Linked DNA regions of Sus scrofa: region 2 is linked to region 1. A link is a contact called in public Hi-C data. All regions are on one chromosome and are shown on one strand. The core of a region is the stretch at or near the end of the contact, and the rest is flanking DNA. Distances in the headings are between cores, read along the strand shown.

Region 1 (5,797 bases), core at 293-2,792:
CTCCAGATATTTGTATTAAACAAGTCTTTGGTTAAACTAATATTTTATTGTATGAGTCTGTAAATGGTGACATCCTCAAATCTAAATGAATTCCAATAAAAATATAACATTTTTATGTTTTAATTTTTATTTTGGTGATGAAGTCTACTATAGTCTGTGAAATCATATCATGCAGATATATAAATAATTTAATAAGCCCTTTTTAAAAGGAAGTCAGCATAAGCTTGTGTTTGCATTTGCAAATCAGAACTGCTTCTCTCTCTTGACTGGGTGAGGTGGTCCTACATATGGAAGGTGGGCTTTATTTGTAGGAAGGAAGTAGAAGACTCACATTCCATGAGCTCTGTGGCAAGTACCTTCATTTAACTTATTCCAAAAAGTCAAGGTCAATTTGGGGCTTTGAACATAATTGAAAAATGAAGAACTAATTCCTTCCTTTTGTCCACGATCTACTACCCACACACAGGAATTACACACCCAGTATTCCTGGACTTTGAGATTCTGATAGAGAAGATGGACCACTTCCTCCTTGTCCAGATGGGAAAACAGGGTTTGGAAAGGTGAGAAAAGTGATGAGTCAAGATCAGTACTGAGGCTACCCAGCCTCTGGCCCAGTGCTTTTTCCGCTGCAAATTCAGAGCCTCCCTGAGAAGATGAAGCTGCCTGAGGAAGTGAGTCTGGGTGAGTTAACCCACACTTAGAGTTCACTGTTACAGCTGAAAGCACCATAAACAGATAGGCCTCCCTTACCCCAGGTCTTTGCCCTCCATACACCTCCATTTCTGTCTTTTGGCCTTTCCCCTACTATCTTTGTTATCAGACAGGATTAAATGCAGGGTGTGTGTAAACTGTGAATGAGGACATATATCCCAGCAAAGAGACCTCCATTAAAACAAATTCACAAAGGACATTTAAAAAAAAAATTCATACTTGTTTCCTTATCTCTATTCCAGAGGCAGAGTGCCCAGCAGAATGGGCTTCCTGAATGGACTTACCTGGTAATAATAAATCTGAGGTTCTCTGGGAGTGCGGGATCCCACTGCTTTGCCTGGAAACCAGGCACCTGGTCTTCTGCCCCAACAACTGTATCATCGATTCCATAGCATACTCAATGAGTAGGATTTGTGTTGGATGATTTTGACCCATGGTCCTGATTCCTTAAATGAATGCCCAGGATATGGCAACCACCAACCACATAATAGTCTTCTAGTTCTGGGTGGAAAATACTAGATAATGCTTTAAAGCTGTACCTGTTCCTCAGCCCTTAGTCTTCAGGCTTCTTGATACCAGGGACAAACCATGTTTTGTCTGTATTTCCCCAAATTAAGACTCACATGGAAAATACATAATAATTAAAAGTCCCTTATTAATTGAATTCTGCCAACAGATGAGCAACTCCCCAGACTGATAACAAAGCCAGGCGAAGCAGCTGTCAGCTTGAGGATGGCATCTGTTGAGGCAAACTCCTGCTCTCCCTTGGCTTCTTCTTGGTCCAGGCAGAGAACCTAAAAATTTATTGCATCGGATACCTGACTGAGCCCCAGATCAAGGCAAAATGCCAAAGCTTACATGAGTTTTGCACTTCCCATCTCCTGCCTTGAGCTATAATTAGCAGACAGAGAAATCAACAGGAGGCATGAGAGCATGTCTTCAAAACTGAATGTAAATCAATGGGGAAATGACTTGCCTTACAGAAATCTGTTCTGCATGCAAAGTTACAGGAATATCTTAAAATAAGGAAGGTCTGTAACAGGTTAAATGCAATATCTAAATAACCTTCAGGTCCTCTAGCCATTGACATTTCTAGATGATCTTTAAAATGCCTCCCATCATATCTCTTTCTTAAAAAATGTACAAAAAGTGGGAAGATTAACAAGTTAGTCTATAACTGTGAATATCTTTCACAGTCCCTTCTAATGCTCTTCAGTCCCTTAATAATCTACATGTAACTTTAAAACTTTTTACTATGGAAATTTCAAACAAATATTTAAGTTAAGAAAACATTATCATGAAACTTCATGTACACAACCCAATTTAAGCATCAGTTAAAAGTCACTGTCATCTAATCTGTACCCCAACCTATTTCCCCATGTTTTCCAGATTAGTTTGAAGCAAATCTCAAATATATCATATATTTTAAATATTTCAGCAGGCAAAAACCATTGTTAAATCCAGTTCTCAAAAAGATTTTCTGGGATTACTCCCAATTTTTAGTCATCAATAATTCTTTAAAACCTTGATACGATAGCTATAAAAATAAACACATTTACTTATAAATTTCTTTTCTTTTTTTGTCTTTTCTAGGGCCGAACCCGTGACATATGGAGGTTCCCATGCTGGGGGTCTAATCGGAGCTGTAGCTGCTGGCCTACACCAGAGCCACAGCAGCGCGGGTTCCGAGCTGCATCTGCGACCTACACCACAGCTCACAGCAACACCAGATCCTTAACCCACGGGAGCGAGGCCAGGGATCAAACCCATAACCTCATGGTTCATAGTTGGATTCGTTAACCACTGCGCCACGACGGGAACTCCGACTTATAAATTTCTTTACACTAAGATTTTGTTACTTCATTGTCTAGCCGTTCGTTCATTCCTCATACATCCAGAAACCTTTATTAGGTATTTAGTATGTGCAGGATCTATTTTGAGTGCTGAGAATACAGCTGTGAACAAAGTAGACAAGACCTCATGATATTATATTTTGGCAAGGGGAGGAAAATAGTAAACAAATTAGAAAATTTATAAACAGGTTGTTTCACATGTCAAGAAAGAATAGAACAAGTTAATACAATAGTAACTTGGCAGAGTTGGCAGAGGGGAGGTGTGACATTGTATCTGATACCTAAAGAATATAAAAGAACAGCAGTTTGAAGATGAGATAGAATGATCCAGGTAGAGATCAAAAACAAGGACTGAGGCAAGGAAGAGATTTCTGTGTCAGCGAACAGAAAGAAACACGACATAAGTTCAGCATAGTGAACAAGGGAGAAACTGGTCGACATAGAGCTGGAGAGTGCAGTAGACCCTGGCCTCACTAAATCATCCCTCCCAGAATTCGTGCACTCGGCATCCCCTCCCACACTGATGCTGGACTTCATCACGTGCCTCGTTTTAGCCAATGGGACAATAGCAGAAGTGATGGAAAGAGACTTGGAAAGCGCTTGCACACTAGGGCTTGTCCTCTTGGAACACTCTCTCTGGAAGCTAACCACCATGCTAAAAAGCGACTTGAGCTAGACTCGTGGTGATGAGAGGCCCTATGGAGACACTTTCTGGAGGATGAGAATTTGCCTTGGACGAGTCCAGCCCTCTTGAGCTCCCAAATACATGTAGTCACATTGCTGTAGGCAATCCACAAAACCCTGAGAAACAGGAGTTCCCCTCGTGGCACAGTGGTTAATGAATCCAACTAGGAACCATGAGGTTGAGGGTTCGATCCCTGACCTTGATCAGTGGGTTAAGGATCCGGCGTTGCCATGAGCTGTGGTGTAAGTTGCAGACGTGGCTAGGATCTCGCGTTGCTGTGGCTCTGGCTTAGGCTGGCGGCTGCGGCGCTGATTGGACCCCTAGCCTGGGAACCTCCATATGCCCTGGAAAGTGGCCCTAGAAGAGACCAAAAAAAAAAAAAAAAAATCCTGAGAAACAGTAAATCATTGTTTTTAGTCATTATATTTGGTGGTGGTTAATTACATGGCAGTAGAAAATGGAAACAAAAAGTAATCCCTGGAACTGGGGTGCTGCTGTAATAGAAACCTAAAACAGGTGATTTTGAGACCGAGCCAGGGAGAAATGATGGAAGGGTGGCCATTGAAGGCTGGAAAGATGGTTATCTGTGTTGCAAAGCAGGGGAACAGTTGGTGAAGCCAATGACTCCAGGAACATGTAGGACAGAAAATGTGCTTAGTGAGCATGTGGATCTGGCCAAAGGAAACTTCCAAGTAGAATGCCAAAGGAGTAATTTGCTTCTTTTAGCTGCCTATCACAAAATATGGGGAGGAGGGATAAACAAGCAGTTCAGTTAGAGGAAATATTCTCAACCTCGGGCTTGCTGGGTTGGAAAATAAAACTCTCCATCCCAGACTCTTCTGCCCCCAAGGGTTCTCAAAGTAACAAATGGCCTCAGGGTGCTGCCAGCAAAATGTGACTTTAGTCAAGATCACATTGAAGGTGTGGCTGTTAAGACCTATTTTAAGACCTCACAGTTCAAAGTGGAGAAGGCCTGGACATCCCCAATACATGTGTGGATGGAGTGTGACTTTTGTCTAATGGAATAGATTATAATTGAATATATAGAACATTTTTAATGGAATAGTACACACTTCGACTAAAGGAACAAAGGCAGCTCAAAATGAAAAGAGAACTCCAGGCCCCCACCTGTCCATGAGCAAGAAGCTGACTGAGAAATTTTTTCCTGGAAGAGGAAAAAAGTCTCACAGGACAGAGACAACAGCCAAGAACAGTGGATTAAGGAAAAAAGTGAACACATTAGGAAATTTATAAACAAGATCATTTCAAATGGCAAGGAAAAAAAGAACGAGGTAATGTGATGGTAATTTGGTGGGGCATGGTGGGAGAAGGAGCAGAAACAGACCCTAGTCAAATAATTGTCCCTGCCTCCAGAGCCAGAGAAACTGGCAACACGTGTGCAACTGGATTTTAGAACTGCAAAGCACCAGCACCTGCTCTGTGCCTTCAGTGTCCTCTCCCTGAGAATGGGGGCATCTGCTATTATCTTTTCTCTCTCTCACCACTTCATGTGGGGTTGGGTTGAGAAGGGAGCATGGTGATGGTAACAGAAAACTTGAATTTTTAGTTCACAGATTTCCAGATTGAGAAGAACCACACTGAAGTAAACTCATCCACATCCAGACTTGATACAAATGAGGAAATTCTGAACACTGAGCTGCTGCCATACTGGGCGAGACTTGGGGGGATATTGGAGGTGATGAATGTGTTTTGCATAAGGGAGATATGCAAATAAGTTATGACCAGAGGATTAAAGTTATGACCACAGAATCTTTTCTGTCCCTGTGTGGAGACATGGAGTCTAGTTCTCCTCCCCTTGAGTCTGGGCCGGTTTTGTGATCTGTGTTGACAATTAGAATGCAGCAGAAGTGATACTGTGCCAGGTCTTAAAAGGCTATGCAGCTTCCACTTTTGCCCTCTTGGTGCTGTGAGCCACAAGGGAAGAGGTTCAGCCACCCCAGATGGAGAGCTGAAAAATGGATGGCTAAAAGAAAACTGTTTCTTGGGGTTCTCATTGTGGCTCAGTGGGTTAAGAACTTGACGTATTGTCCATGAGGTTGTAGGTTCAATCCCTGGCCTTGCTCCCTGGCTAAGGATCTGGCTAAGAAGCTGCTGCATAGGACGCAGATGTGGCTCAGATTCCATGTTGCTGTGATTGTGGTGTAGTCCGGCAACTGCATCTCTGACCTCTAGCCCAGGAACCTCCATATGCCACAGGTGTGTCTCTACAAAAGACCAAAAAAAAAAAAAAAAACCTACACCAAGTGTATACATTTTCCACACCAAGCAATTCTCCACTTCTCTGTGGATACCAACTGGTGTCCCACAGTTTAATTCAGTTCTGACACTCTTTACCCAGAGTTAGCACACAGATTAGGGGATCAATCCCACAAGACTGCCCCCGCCTTCAGATGTCAATCACAAGTTGTGGGTCCACAGCTTACCCATTTCCTGCCACCCTCTTTTCAGGTTTGATAAATTGCTATCATGGCTCAAAAGGCAGGGAAACACTTTACTTGCTAGTATTGGCTTATTATAAACAATATTA
Region 2 (5,206 bases), core at 2,041-4,540, 110 kb after region 1:
TTTAGTTGTTGTCCTCACCCTCTGGAAGCTTAAAATCTAGTTAGGTGAAACTGATACTTAACAGTGAAGCTTACCAAAGAGAAAACATTTATCATTATTTATTCATTATTTTATAGTAACAACTAAAGGGGATTTCCTTAATAACTGGAAGTTTTAAGCCACAGGCACTAGCAGTTAGATCTCATTGATTAGCTTATTAGAAGTGATTCATCTTTTGAGTCCTCAAATCCCTAACTTAATTCAAGAAGGAAAGCTGGAATTATTTGAAGGCATAGTGAAAAGATTAGGACTCTCCCTTCTGGTAAAAAAAAGAAAGATTTTAAGAGAATATGTACTGAAGCCTGTAATATCATAAAGGAAATAGGTTATGCAAAACCAAAATAGCATAATAATTTTATTATTAAATTTATAATTATACACATTCTAAAACAGTACTATCTCATTCTAGTCAGAAATAGAATTTAGTAAATTCCATATTTCTATTTTGTCCTGCCTTAATTGATTAAAAACAGTGTTTAGAAAATTGTGATTGAGAACAGATCTATCTTGAGTTTTCTTTTTTAAACAAAGTGTGAGTATATGTTTTACATATTTGCTTTCACTTAGGGAAAAAAAACTTACTTAGAAAAATACAACTTGGGTGTAGTACCATGTGGTGTAAACAACTGAACTATTTTGCTTTTTACTTTCCTATGAATGAGCCAGTATATATTTATTACTGGAGTTCCAGCTGTAAAATTCAGGTAAGGGGTTTAAATATACCCTAGAGCATTATTTAAAAATAAATTTGTTTCTTTCAAACAGAATACCAACCTTGGTCTATGACATTTAGGGGAGAAATTAAAATATTAAACTTTTATTACCTAGTAAACTGAAAATAAAGTAAAGGTTAAATAAATACGAAGCAGAAAAAAATACATATACAAAATTGCAACCTCTGAAAGGACAGACAGTCTACTGTTCTCTCCTGTGGGAGCTTTATCAGCAGTAGTAAGTAATTCTGCCTCTAGGGCAGTGCTAGTGCTCAAAAATGTAAACAAGTATGTACTTTGTTTATATAAAGAAATATGCGACATGGTTTGTACTTCTTTATAGGTATCAAACAACTAAATGAATTGTTTCAGTGCACCAGTAGGGGCCAGCAAAGAGCTCCTAGAGTTTTTCGCAACAGAATTGGCATTGAGATATGTTTATTTGATGTGTTAAATCCTTTTTAGACTTCTTTACTTACCACAACACTCTCTTAAGTGAATGAATTGCAGAGACAGTGGAATAAAATATCTTGTGTGCTCAAACTATATTGGGGTATAGTTTTTCTGTCTAATCTGCATATATTTTTAATGGAATGTTTTCTTAGCCTATTTCTTGGCAGAGTTTTAATAGTCCAAATATAAATGGCATCATTTAAAGACTGTACTGCTTGGCTGAAAAGGCCTTAAAATTACAGGAGAAAATGCTTGGTGACAGCTTCTCTCAAAATTTTTTTTTTCTCAGATGTATGCTCAATTTTTGCAATAGATTACTAGGCTAATTTTGTATTTCGATCCTTAAGCTTTCACTTTTTATAAGTACATCGTGTTTTAGAAGCTAAAATATGTATCTATTTGATTTAATGCTAAATTTTTAATTCACCTCAGTTTTGATATTTCCCAGTTTATACAACTGTTTGAACTTACTCATTTAAAAAAAATTAACAGTCTATATTCCTTTCTACATTTACTAAGTTGACTAGATTCCAGTATGACCACTATTTGGAAATTCAATCCTTGATTTGATACTCAATTACATGGGGTTTCATTCCTACCAACTTCCTGTAATTCTATCCCTATGGGTAAAAATATTAGTGGTCAAACTGCTGGAGAAAGTATAGGCACCGTGATTCACATAGTTAAATGTTCATTTAGTAGAGCTGGAGTGAAAAATACTGTTTCAACTTGAAATGCTAGAAGATTGTTGTTCTTGTGTTACTCATTCATGCAAATTGGAGAAGGTATAATTGAAACAAGGTTGGCAGTGTTTGAGGCAGTGTGCTGCAGCTGAGCTCAGCTTAAAGGTCGCTGGAAATCAAGTGCTTTGTAAGTGAAGGCATTTTGACTACAAGCGATTCAAGACATTTTGGAAACGTCAGTCGTCAGTCTCGGGAATGGGCCGTCTTTTTCTTTCTACGATATCTGGTCTCTAAGGTTTTACTCAGGATAAAGACCACTACTTACGAGCTCTTTTAGGCACCACAAATGATTTTTTCTTTCGATGCAGTGCAGCTGCTTCTAGCCTGTCTACCGACAGAGATCTTTGTTATGACTTTCAGCCCTTAACATGTTTGGAAATGAGAACAAATGGCACAAAGCTTACGATTGCACTTTGCAGCCAGAAGAAGCAATACTTACCCTTTGTCAGAAACCTCTGGAGATGATTTGGATAGCAGTATTCACATGTGCTTCACAAGACCAACACGGATTTCAACCTCTAACGTGGTTCAAATGAAGCTGACTCCCAGACAAACTGCACTAGCTCCGTTAATAAAGGAAAACGTTAAGTCTCAGGAAAGATCATCTGTTCCTTCACCTGAAAATGTTAATAAAAAGAGCAGCTGTCTGCAGATTTCACTCCAGCCAACAAGGTACAGTGGATGTCTTCAGTCTAGCCATGTCTTAGCTGGCAGTGATGATGCTTCATTTACTTGTGTCTTGAAGGATGGCAGTGCTGTGGTTGATAACGACCTGAGTGCTGTGGATGATGGTACCTTTTTAAGCAGTTCTGTCATTTGCAGTGGTAGCCTTAGTAACTTTTCAGCCAGTGAGAATGGGTCTTATAGCAGCAACAGTAGCGATTATGGGTCATGCACCAGTATCACCAGTGGAGGTTCCTACACCAACAGTATCACCAGCGACAGCAGTGGTTGTGGTTTTCCGCCAACTGATGATACCTTTTTTGGTGGAAATTTGTCTTCTGACAGCACCTCCAATAGAAGTGTGCCAAACAGGAATACTGCTCCATGTGAAATTTTGTCAAGAAGTACAAGTACAGTTCCCTTTGTCCAGGATGACTTGGATCATGGACTAGAGATCATGAAATTGCCAATGATCAGGAACTCAAAAATTCCTCTAAAACGTTGTTCATCCTTAGTCATTTTTCCTAGGAGTCCTTCAAATACTCCACCAACTTCTCCTACAAGTACAGGTACTTTTCTGAGCAAAGGATCCTATCAGACCTCACACCAGTTTGTTATTTCTCCTAGTGAAGTTGCCCACAATGAAGATGGCACTAATGCTAAGGGATTTCTTTCAACAGCTGTCAACGGACTTCGGTTGTCTAAAACAACCTCTACTCCTGGAGAAGTAAGAGACATACGACCCCTTCACAGGAAGGGCTCATTACAAAAGAAAACTGTTATTGCAAATAATAGTCCAAATCAGACCGCCTGTGAAAAGTCATCTGAAGGATATTCTTGTGTTTCAGTGCATTTCACCCAACAGAAAGCAACTACATTAAATTGTGAAACAGCAAATGGTGACTGTAAACCAGGGATGTCAGAAATTAAGCTTAACTCTGATTCAGAGTATATTAAGCGTATGCATAGGACATCTGCATATTTACCATCCTCCCAAAATATAGATTGTCAAATCAATATCAGCAGACAGTTGGAAAGACCAAACTTACAGATAAACAAAAACCATGCTATTTTACGAAGAAGTATTTCATTGGGAGGAACTTATCCAAATATTTCCTGTTTATCCAGCCTTAAGCACAATTGTTCTAAGGGGGGACCATCTCAATTGCTCATAAAGTTTGCATCTGGAAATGAAGGTAAAGTTGATAATTTAACAAGAGACAGCAACAGAGATTTCACAAATGATCCATCTAATTCTTTAAAGCATTCTTGTAAGGTAAGTTTCCTTTGGTCTTGATAAATACTAATTTATACTGTAATAACTTTATGAAATATTTGGTTAAGTTTATTATAACTTGGCACTTTTATGTATTTTTTAGTCCTTAGCTAGCAAGTACTTTGTAGTCATGAACTTTACATTTGTGAATCTGAAAAAATGCCCAGTAGTTTTTCTCTCTAGCTGTTATTTTATCAGTGTAGAAAATATTCATTTAAAAAGAACTTTCCAAAGTGATATGAGCCATAAAACATTTCTGTAGCATAAAAACAAGCTTTAAATAATAAATTATTTCATAACATTTTACCTCAGTATGTTTTTCCCTCAAGTGGCATAATATTTAAATGTCTAACTCAGGATTTTATTCCTACTTTTACAAATGCTCATTTAGTATTCTTCCTCTCCTTAAGCATTGTGGAAAAAAAATATAGAAAGCTGCTTAAAATGTCAAAAAATAAAAAGCTTACATAAAATGTGAAAATCTTCTTAGAAATGAGTGCAGAGAAAATGTTTCTTTAAAATACATATATTTATTAGATCATCAATAAAAACTGTTGTTCTGAATGTTTAAAACAGAGGAAAAATAAATGGCATTTGTGTTTGTATATACCCTTAGCCACAGGAATTTTGTTTCCACCCTATTTTTCTTTAGCTACCAGTTAAGAGTGCCTTCTAAAATGTAACTCATTCTTTAACATATTAAATTCTAAATTTTATATTTTTGAATTTGGTTTCAATTGCTAAGCATTTTCCTTAATTTTCTAGTTACCCTATAAATTTGTTATTTTGGTAATTTTGCATTATTATATCAGTAATTTAACTCAAGTGAATCTTAACCAAAACTGTTCTTTATGTAGTTTGGCCTTTCCAAAGTATTTTAAGTGTTTTGAACTTAAAAAGATTTTTTAAATTTCTGTATTTGGAAGATCTTGCCAGATTTCAGGAAATTTAAAAAATGTTTCTGACTAAACCAATTCTAGATGACAGTTCATAATAGTTTTTTTGGGGAAAAAATTTGTCTGCCTAATCTGTGTTTATAGAACACTTGATATCCATGTTAAAGATTTTTTTTAAACTTCTGGATAAATAAAATATTAAGTAATTGCTGGTTTGTTTCCTCTCTTTTGAAATCTGATAAATCTAATCATTGTTACTCAATGTCCAGATGTTAATAACTACTTTATTGGGGATGAATAAAGATCATATTTCAAATTCTGATCTATGTTTTAGAATTATTAATTCCACTTACAGAACTTTTTAAAAACCAGCTGTTAGTTTATAATCCATTCAAGTGTTTTGTCTTCTAAAAGAAAGCAATT

What was found. A called contact is a pair of places that touch in the nucleus more often than the background predicts.
Region 2: a contact with region 1 is called in a Hi-C map of skeletal muscle, with 4 times the contacts expected there. The contact joins two enhancer-like sites. A contact is called at or near these places in 3 of 47 Hi-C or Micro-C datasets (psoas muscle and skeletal muscle).

The regions. Positions count from the first base shown.
Region 1 is chr1:115,880,184-115,885,980 of Sscrofa11.1, forward strand. No RefSeq gene overlaps it. Among named protein-coding and RNA genes, the nearest start is that of NEDD4, 59 kb to the right of the region's middle. Within about 2 kb of position 1,543, at least 3 of the 83 cell types and tissues checked have an H3K27ac peak or open chromatin away from gene starts, as enhancers often do. A contact at or near this core is called in skeletal muscle, where this site is marked.
Region 2 is chr1:115,990,346-115,995,551 of Sscrofa11.1, forward strand. All of the region lies in intron 5 of NEDD4 (E3 ubiquitin-protein ligase NEDD4), which reads left to right. Among named protein-coding and RNA genes, the nearest start is that of NEDD4, 51 kb to the left of the region's middle. Within about 2 kb of position 3,291, at least 1 of the 83 cell types and tissues checked has an H3K27ac peak or open chromatin away from gene starts, as enhancers often do. A contact at or near this core is called in skeletal muscle, where this site is marked.